2 separate regions of the Zea mays genome follow, and region 1 is linked to region 2. Evidence: chromatin contacts called from public Hi-C data. All regions are on one chromosome and are shown on one strand. Each heading gives the region's core, a stretch centred on a gene start, on an enhancer-like site or on the middle of the called end of the contact. The rest is flanking DNA. Distances are from core to core; before and after follow the strand shown. Region 1 holds the start of LOC103653328 (1-phosphatidylinositol-3-phosphate 5-kinase FAB1B). Region 2 holds the start of LOC100281178.

Region 1 (5,448 bases), core at 1,404-3,903, 230 kb before region 2:
CGGGCTCATTATCTAGCACTTCCATGCTATACATGGAAGAAGACCGAGCATTACAGCACTCATCAACGTTATGATCTTCATTCTTATCTGCTCCCAAAGAATCAACTAGGGTTGTCAATTTTTTCCTTGGGGATGTAGATTCTTTTGCGTCATCACTACAGCTAACATGATGTCCATCAAAATACATAGGTCCATAATATTTATCAGAATTTTGCATGTGCTGCTCTTCCAAATCTGAACGGAAAACTGTGTAATCATCATCTTCGTCGTCACTCCTAACACAAAGTAAATGTTATTTAACAACACAAATGCAACTTGGGATTCAAATAAATTCCTATGATCTATATTACCATTCATTAGAGCTATTAGGGATAAATCAGATAATGCAAGAAATGAAATTCTCATTGCAATGTAACGCCATGAATTTAGCTAAATCACTGTTCTTCCAAAGAATAGGCACATTCCTTGGCAAAATGAAGTAAACACACAATAGATATGATGAACCAAACTGAGTATATTTCATTTGAAGGAGTGGATACCTGATAAGGACAATGTAAAGCTCTTAACATCAACACCTCACAGACTGCGTGGATCGGTGGATGAATCAAGTGAATAAAGAGAAGGAGTGTTTTTTGTACAAGTTTGCTCATGACTAGGGAGCAGGACTAGGCAGCAGGTGTCTGGTTCCAATTGAAGTGGAGGACATGCTGGTGAACTGTTCCAATATGGAGAAAGCTTTGGAACGAGGGAAGCAGTTGAGTCTAGTTCAACTCAAGGCGGATTGGAAGGTGTGTTTTTTGCCTTTTCTGTTTCTGTGGGTGCTTGATGTTCCTTTGTCTGTGGGAATTTTTGTTTCTGATATTCTCTGCATGTTGTAACTGATATGATCTTGGTTAATCTAAGGCAGGGGCTAGGCCCCCAAATTCTAAAAGAAACTTGAGATTGGGCCCTAGGAGTTAGTGCAGCTCCAAATAATGGTAGAATCCTAAAGTTTGAGGTAATGTACTTAAAAGGCCCTGATACCAATACCAAAGTGGACAAGCACTTTCGAAACAACATATCCAAAAGCTGCAAATACCAGGACTTGCTATGTCCAAGCATCCACAGAAAAAAAATCTTGTGGCTCAACAAGTCTCCTGATACATGCTGGCCTAGGAGCACATGACAGAACTCAGAAACCAGAAAGCATATATGCTGGTACAAATAACAGTTATGTACTTAAAATTTTAGCTAATAGTCGCTGAGGGTAGAGATGAACCTGATGCAAAAGAATATCCAAAGGGTTCAAAAACAGATATTTCTATGTTAAAGAATCCACAAAGAAAATATTATGGCTCAACTAGTAATTAAACATTGTCCTACACCTCTACCCCCAAGACATATATAACATGCAACAGCATCTCACAAGCAGGGATCCAAGCTCCTAATCAGTCAATCAATGCTTGTGTAAACTTATATTAAAAAGTAACATTTCTTATCAATAGAACTGAGACAAATTAGGTTCCAATTTCTTAAATGACAAAGCACGAATCATGGAAAAGCCTTACCTCTGCAAGCAAAAGTTGAATCGATCAGACGAGTTATCAGCGTAAGCTGCAGGCTCCATGGTTGGAGCGGGGTCCATAGCAGGCTGCTGCTCCTCACGATAGCCGTCATCCTCGCCGCAGTTGCCCTCTCCATGGACCGGAAATTCGGAGTAGCTAATATTCGCATAAGACGACATTTGCCCATTCGTCCCAGTGAAGCTGGACTTGTCACTGCAAACACTAGCGGCAGACAGAGACGGGCTAGACGGCTGTTGCCCTGCAGCGGCCCCCCGCGCTGCGGGTTCCTCCTCCATCCAGCGCTTAAAGCAGTAATTGCAGACCCTAATCCTCTCGCCGTCCTCCCTCGCGGCGTCCCCCGGCGAGCGGGGCACAGAGTTAGCCGTGCACCGGGCGCAGAACACACGGCCGCAGTGCCGGCAATGGTGGCGCCGATTCAGAATGGTGAACTGCGCGTCGCAGTCGTAACACACGCGGCAGCTCTGGTCCGGCATCCAGAAGTCCCTCGACAAGTCATGCGGCAGCGGCTGCCCAGCCGCCGCGTCCGACTGCAACGCGGGCGGCGGAGAGTGGTCGCCCCGCCGCGGCATCCACGACTTCACCGCACCGAACAACTCCACGAGCCGCCCATCCGGCGATCCCATCATCCGCGCCACGCTTACCACCGCCACCGCCAGCAGCCCCGCCCCTCATGCTCAATCCGGCGACGCCTCAATCCGCATAGCTAGCTTTCCCCAGAGCCAAAACAATTCCACCTCCGCGCCGCAATCCGCCCACCAGATCAGATCACTAACACCAGCGGTGGCGGCGGCAGTAGCAGCAGCGGAAGCAACTCACAACCTCGACGGATTGGGCACCAACGCTCCGAACTCGCCGCGAAGAACACGGCGCGGCTGAGATCGAAGAGCAAAGCCTTGGAATCGCGGGAGGGGAACTAATTTGGCCTATATAAGAAAAAAAGAGGTTAATAACTTCGGCTGAGATTAGGAGGGCTGAGGGTTCCAGAAGGGCGCCAGTGGAGCACGGGAGGCTGGAGGGTGCGGGTTCACGGGGACGGAGATAGAAAGGGAGAGAGGAGATTGATAACTGACGCGTTTTCCATTTTTTTCGAAACTTTATCTTGATTTGGATTTACATGTTTTCATTTTATTCCTTCTGCTTTTAGTTGCTTTTTTGTGCGCCACCGGCTCTACCTATTTCGACTTTTCGAGTTTCACTATCCTTTGTTTTTATTTGGTTTCATTCCACGCTATATCGTGAATTTCCTTTGGGGCATAATAATTAATAAATGAATTAACTCAAAGAAAAATAATATTATAGGACACATTTGCACTGTAAGAGCATCTCCAACAATACCTCAAACTAGTGCTTCAAATTAAAATATAGGGCTCTACAGTAAACACTACTTCAATGGTGTCTTATTTTCTAAAATTTTATCAAAACTTATAGGACACCCTCTCAAGTGTATCAAATATACTATACCTTAGTGGGCTACCCTATAATTTAGAATTAGAGCTTTACTATTATAGTAGAATATTTTATTGGTGTCTTAAAAATATAAAATATATTTATTTTTAAATTATAATGTATTTATATAGAACCTTTTGTTGAAGATGCTCAGTGACGACAGTGTTGTTATTATTTTTGTTGCCACGCCAAGACTGCGGACTCCAGTTATTTCTGCGCGGGCGTTGTTCCATATTTTACATGTTCTTATATTATTATTGTTGGGACCATGCTTCGTCGCCGAAGGTCCTGCGGAAAGAAACAGCTTCGGCTGAAGCTGCTTGTACGTGATGCCAAAGGTACCATTCATGAAGCTTCAGTATTACAGCATATTCGAAGATGAAGGGTCGAACCAACTTAAAGATAGAATGACCTTTTAGTCTATAAGGGTCTGAGTCAACGTTGTAAACTTTTATGAGGGGCATGATTGTAATTCCTGACAGGTTGTGTCCTGTGCCTATAAATAGTGAACAGTATTCCTTTACTGTTCACGCATTCCTGTAATTGCAAACGCATCACTCGGGAATTATTGTTTATCAAGGCAAAGGTATAAATGTACCTAAATATTATGTTCAAACATCTTAGATTCATATAATAAGATATATAAATGATGTCATTTATTTCCGATGTATTTATTTTTAATGTTTCACATTTTATATTACCTTGTATTATTTTTGTAAATTTAATTACGAAGGCGCTCGTGGTCTTCGTCCGAAGTTCATTAAATCCTTGGGGAGATAATGCTTCAGCGGACGAAGGGCATTGATATTTAACATTTTATGTTGCCTTGTTCTTAATTCATAGCATTCGAGAACAAGTCCCCAACATTGGCGCTCACCTCCGGTGAACTCACTTCCACTTTCCTGAATCAATGGCTTTGTTCAAGAACCAAGCTGGAACTGCTTCGGCTCCGAAGCTGATTCTCCCGATAACAGGCGGTTCATGTTCAGAGCCGGCTAACAAGAAACAGAAGAAGGAGGCACAGAGAAGAGTACAACATGTAGGGGTACAATGACCCTTCATCAAGTCAAGATGGTCTCACATTCCAATTACCTTCTCTTAAGAGGATCTTCAGCTCAAGGATTACCCACACAACGATGCTATGGTTATCTCTTGTGTGATCAAAGGATTTCTGGTTCATAATGTTTTGGTTGATACAGGCAGCAGCTGATATCATATTTTCTAAGGCCTTCAGACAGATGCAAGAGCCCGAAGACAAGATCCATGATGCCACACATCCCCTTTGTGGCTTCGGAGGAAGGCAGATTGTAGCACTTGGAAAAATCACAATGCCAGTAACCCTCGGATTCATTAACAACACAAGGACTGAACAAGTTGTGTTCGACATTGTTGACATGGAATACCCTTACAATGCAATCATTGGTCGTGGTACTCTCAATGCCTTCGAAGCAATTCTTCATCCAACATATCTTTGCATGAAGATACCTTCGGACCAAGGATCTATTGCCATTCATGGAAGTCAGGAAGCTGCCAGAAGGGACGAAGGAAACTGGACAGACTCAAAGGCAATCCATAACATAGATGGAGCTGAAGCTTGTGAGCAGTACAAGTTTAGAAGGGAGAAAGCTGCTTCGGCCGATCAGCCGAAGCCCATGCTTTTATGTGAGGACATAGCAGAGCAGAAAGTGTTATTGGGATCCCAACTGTCTGAAGAACAGGAGAAAACCTTGATAAGGTTTCTGTTCAACAACAAAGATGTTTTTGCATGGTCAGCCAATGATCTTTGTGGAGTCAACAGAGATGTTATTGAACATTCGCTCAATGTTGACCCATCCTTTAGACCTAGAAAGCAGAGGCTTCGGAAGATGTCTGATGACAAGGCCGAAGGTGCTCGGAATGAAGTAAAAAGGCTCCTTAGTGCCAGAGTTATCAGAGAGGTAAAATACCCAGAGTGGCTGGATAACACTGTTATGGTAAAAAAGGCCAATGGTAAATGGAGAATGTGTATTGATTTTACTGATCTCAACAAGGCCTGTCCGAAGGACGAGTTTCCATTGCCGAGGATAGATTCTCTAGTCGATGCAGCAGCTTCATCAGAGCTTATGAGTCTGCTGGATTGTTATTCAGGCTATCATCAAATTTGGATGAAGAAGGAAGATGAGCCAAAAACCAGCTTCATAACCCCTAGTGAAACATATTGTTACCTTCAGATGCCTAAGGGGCTCAAGAATGCTGGAGGAAGCTTCAGCAGAATGACAGCGAAGGTTCTTCATTCTCAGATAGGCAGAAATGTGCTAACTTATATTGATGATATCATTGTAAAAAGCATGAAGCAAGATAATCACATTGCTGATCTGCATGAGACCTTCGCTAATTTTAGACAGGCTGGTTTAAAGTTGAACCCAGAAAAATGTGTCTTCAGAGTGAAGAAAGGGAA
Region 2 (4,941 bases), core at 2,146-4,645:
ACTCCGGACTGTCCTGGAGAGGATGACGGTCGATCCGCGGCTGGCAAGAAGACGCCAGACGATGGATGATGTGAATCCTCGTCCTCTCAAAGCTCTTGGGCCCCTCAGCACTCAGCAGATGGCTTGTGCCCGTGCCCGATAGGATGGTAGGGTGCCGGCTGGCCCTTGACCGGAGAGGCGGAAACTATGCGCAGTCTCCGCGGCAAGCCGAGCAACCGGGCCCACCGTAGCCCCAGCTCATGCATGGAGATTGGAGAGCCATGGACAGTTGGATACGGGAGGTGCCGGGTTCATTTAAACTCGTGCATGCATGCATGGCATAGCGTCCCAACCACTCTGAAATCCAGAACTGGTCGTCCGGTCAGTGTTAATGCTGCACGTTAGGCGGGGCCGGGGGGTGGGGATGGTGGCGGGGCTTCAATGTATACACTGCACTGCTGCACAGTGGGCCAGTGGCACAGTTGTTCGTGGAGCCTTCCTTCCCTTTCCGGGTCGCCGGCCGTACTCGCACAGTTGCACCTAGCTAGCTACAGCAGCACGGCGGGAACTGCGTGCGCCGCAGCTGCCCGTGTGCGGGCGAGACGGTGCATGACAGGGCTCACGAGTCATCAGGTGGTAACTAAAAACAACGTGACACTGCATCAACTCCTCCGGCAAGTATATGGGGGTGTTTGGTTACACCCCGCTAAAATTTAGCCCCTGTCTCATCGAATGTTTAAACCTCCGTTCCGGGTATTAAATGTAGTCGGATTATAAAACTAATTTGTCAGCCGAAGATTAAAAGACGAGACGAATCTAGTTCAGTTGGTTGGGTCTATATTTCATACTCCTATTTAAAAGCCAAACGCTTGATATGACCCGGGCTAAACTTTAGCAGGAGCAACCAAACACCCCCTGTGTATGTAAACTACTTCTGCTATACGTTCAAGCCCGTACGTACGTGCCGGCCAGGCCAGAGAGGCTCCCTCTCGAAGGCTGGAATGGAAAGGACCTCCGAGTTTCGAAACCATGCATGCATGGAGCTTCCAAGGCCGGCCCTGAGGGGTGTCGTGGGTGTGGCCGTACCGGGCCCCTAAAAAAGAGTCCCCTAGCTACTGGACGCTAGTATTTTTTTAAATCTATCTATAATAGACATAAATACTCAAAAAACGATGTGTTATCGAGTTATCGACTAGTCTCGTTTATATTGTTGAACTAATGTCTCAATTACTTATGAATACTTCATCCGTTTCAAAATAATATTTGGTTTAACTCTTAATTTTATGTTTATATTGATGATGATAAATCCACTAAAGAAGCAAAACAAATTTTATTTTAATATAGAGAGAGTATTATAAACTATACATATGATGGTTGCTTGGTAGAGAGAAGCTTTTTAAAATAAAAAAATATGAACTATTTATAGTCAACAATAACTCAAGAGAGGTTAAATCGAAAAAAATTGTTGGATAAGATTGATCTCGATGATATAAGCGATGCACTTGTATCACAAAATGTTAGAAGATATTTTTAATGATATCATATAACAAATAAGTGTTTTTGCTATATTTTATATCTGTTATCTTATAAACTTTAAAACAGTGCATAATAATTTTTATACGTCAAATATTCGATGATATATGTATAATTATATATATTTGTGTGTGAATAGGACCTCTATATCGAATTTGGCACTGGATCGGCCGCCGGGCTGGGAGCTTCCCTAATCTCTATGGATCAATGTTTGGTACTGGCACGGCGCGGTCAGCACCACACTCTCGCGGTTGGGTTGGTACCGCGCGCACCGACCCGTGGTACTGCTTGCAGGTGGTGATCTGTGACACCTGACGTGCACCGCAGCGTACGGTCGGTCGTAGCAATATATATACCGCTGTGCAATGCAATGATGACATCTTGACCGTATTTCTACGTTGCCATATACGCCTAGTACTGTAGTAAACAGTTACTTAAAGCTGATAATGTGTAAGCTTTACTGTAGTGAGCTCATCCCAGGAGAAGAATTAAACGGATTGCATTGCATTATTCGCGTATTCAATTCGTGGAGTAGCCATCAAGTCGGTCCTGCTGAGCGTGTTTTCAAACGACTGTCTAACGTTTAAATGGACTCTCGCTCCAAACGTGGTCGAGTTAGGGGGTGTTTGGTTTCTAGGGACTAATTTTTAGTCCCTCCACTTAATTCTATTTTAGTCCCTAAATTACTAAATATAGAAACTAAAACTCTATTTTAGTTTCCCTATTTAACAATTTATGAACTAAAATGGAATTAAGTGGAGGGACTAAAGTTTAGTCCCTATAAACCAAACACCCCCTTAGTTTTCATGAAATTTTTAGTTATTTTTATTTGGAGTGCATGAGGGAGGAGGGGGAGGAACAGTTAGTAGACACGGTGCGCTCACCGACGGTGGCGCTGCGATAGGTGGTGTAGCCGTCGCCGTAGCTGCGGCGGCCGGAGATGACCGTGGCGCCCATGCCGTCGCCGACCAGCATCAGGTTCCACTTCTTCTTCTTCACCTCCACCGTCTCCCTGTACACGCCCTTCCTCACGTACACCACGTACCGCGCCGCGCTCTGCGCGGGCGCCGCCTCCACGGCCGCGCCCACCGTCGTGAAGTTGCCGCTCCCGTCCTGCGCCACCACGGCGTCCACCGCCAGGCCTCCGGGCCCCACAGGCATCTGCAGCAGCCGCCGCTCCCTCGCGCGCAGCCACCGCGGCGGGGCGGCGCCGCGGCGGGAGGAGGAGGGCGGCAACGACGACGCCGGAGCGGTCGCGTCGTCGCCGCCGGCGACCTGGCCGAGGCCGTCGGCCAGAAGCGACGTGACGGCGTCCAGCCCCGCGGCAACCAGCGAGCCCAGCACGGAGCCGGTCGCGTCCAGGCCTTCCTTGCAGGTGTCCTGGTTCCCGAGCGCGCCGCTCAGCCAGGACTGCAGGTCGGACCGGGCGTCGCCGGTGCCGAGGCGGCCGCCGCCCGCCCCGCTCGAGTCGGTGGACATGGACATGGACCACGACATCTCGTCGGAGGAGAGGTCGAGGAGGTCGAGGCAGTCGGCGACGGCGGACGACAGGCGGAGGTCGCCGCCGCCGTCCCCGAGGATGCCGCCGATGGGGAACGACGAGATGATGGATGTGACGTCCTTGACCGCGTCCAGCGCCTCGCGCAGCGTGGAGAGCAGCCCCGCCGACACCGAGGCGCCGCCCTCCCTTGCCTTCGCCGCCGGCGGAAGTCTCGGCGGGGGCGCATTATTGCTCAGGGGAAGCAGGGAGGCACTGGCAGCGGCCAGCAGCAGCGACAGCACGAGGAGGAGCTGAGGTGCTGTGCCGCGCGGAGACGCCCACGCCATAGTAGTTTCCCGCTAGCTAGCGAGAGCGAGCGAGAGTGTGTCGGCGGTGGTGTGGTGTGGGTTCCTGCTCGGGTGATGGGCTTTATAACCATAATCGATCGGCTTATCACCACGTCCGGAAAAAAGACGACGAAAAGGCTGTCGAAACGTGTTCCAGCTTGTGACAGCTGAGTACTAGTAACGCAGTACAATAAAGCCGTAGATTTACGACGGCCAAAGCAAGTGTGAAGCTGTCGAAAATAGTCTATTTCTAACGGCCCAAACTTATTTTTAACGATACCTGTCCTCGATCGTAACGGATCGGAAATAAGTCTATTTTCGACGGTCCGAAGAGGCCATCGGCATTTAACCTCTGTAACAGTATTACCGGCCGTGAGTGGAGCCCACTCCTCTTATATCCGACGGCCCCCACTAAGGCGTCGAACATAATACAACCTCATGTCCAACGGCTTAGCCGTCGAACATAATGATACTCAGCAGTGGCAAAAAATCCTGTTTTTGTAAATTTCTAACATTTACAACCACATATACACATAAGTATTCATATACAACCATATATATACACAGATTTCATACAACCACATATATACACATATTTCATATACAACAACATATTCACATTCACATTTACATTCACATACATCAGTTCACATAAGTATTCAAATTCTCAAACATCACCTCACATTCACGAACACATAGTCCCAAATAGTTGTACCAAGTCTTTTACATCAACATACAGTTCCAAATTAAACACTGACATAGTTTGACACATAGTCTTTGACATGGACACTGACATAGTTCCAAATCAAACACATTTGACGAACTGTCACACATATCCGTTACCTGGTTGGTTGGAGTTATAACCACTTCCTCCGGCTGGACTCTGGGTGTTGAAAAGGCTGTTCACCCAAGAAGTCGATGTGTTGTCTTGACCAGACACATCTCCAGGTGTGGCAACTGAAACGGGAGGTCTCTGAAAGCCCTATAACACACACATGAAATATTAACCACTAAGTTTTTTATTTTAACACATAAGACATCTATGGACATGTCACACACGCATATGTGTACATACCACAGGGAATTGTGGCGGAGGTGGAGGCAATGGAAGGTAAATGTGCCCTTGGGCCATTTCTATAAATGTTTTGGTGATTAGATGCCCAACACATAATGTTTTAGTTGATATGTGCTAAGCATCAAAGAGATGCAAATCAAGAATCAAGGTATGACTCAAGCCTTATTGAATTGTTTTTGATACTAACATATTCCTCTAAGTGCTAGGAACCTTGTCAAATCAAATGAGATTGGATTGGAGAAGTTTGGCTAAGTCCAGCCAAACTTGCACGAGCCTGCGGTGCACCGGACAGTGTCTGGTGCCCAGGCTGGCGCACACAACGAACTCACTGCTCTCGGGAAAAGTTGGGGGCGGCTATAATTCACCGGATTGTCCGGTGTGCACCAACTATCAAGTGAGCCAGCTGCGCCCATGCCAACGGTCGACAGCGCAATCAGCGGGCGACGCGTGACTCGCGCCAACGGTCACCAGGCCGCACCGGACTGTCCGGTGTACCAAGAGGGTCGTGGCTGCAACAGTTGGATTTG

The links. A called contact is a pair of places that touch in the nucleus more often than the background predicts.
Region 1: a contact with region 2 is called in a Hi-C map of bundle sheath, with 2.0 times the contacts expected there. The contact joins the promoter of LOC103653328 here to the promoter of LOC100281178 in region 2. A contact is called at or near these places in 8 of 25 Hi-C or Micro-C datasets (bundle sheath, ear, leaf and 1 more) and 1 of 3 datasets of contacts at active chromatin or transcription factors (leaf).

Annotation. Positions count from the first base shown.
Region 1 is chr4:65,325,842-65,331,289 of Zm-B73-REFERENCE-NAM-5.0, reverse strand. It overlaps LOC103653328 (1-phosphatidylinositol-3-phosphate 5-kinase FAB1B), which reads right to left and starts at 2,653. Exons shown (of 11, transcript XM_008680260.3): 1 at 1,548-2,653; 2 at 1-275. The coding sequence starts at 2,191.
Region 2 is chr4:65,095,153-65,100,093 of Zm-B73-REFERENCE-NAM-5.0, reverse strand. LOC100281178 reads right to left here and starts at 3,395. Exons shown (of 2, transcript NM_001154097.2): 1 at 2,397-3,395. The coding sequence starts at 3,339.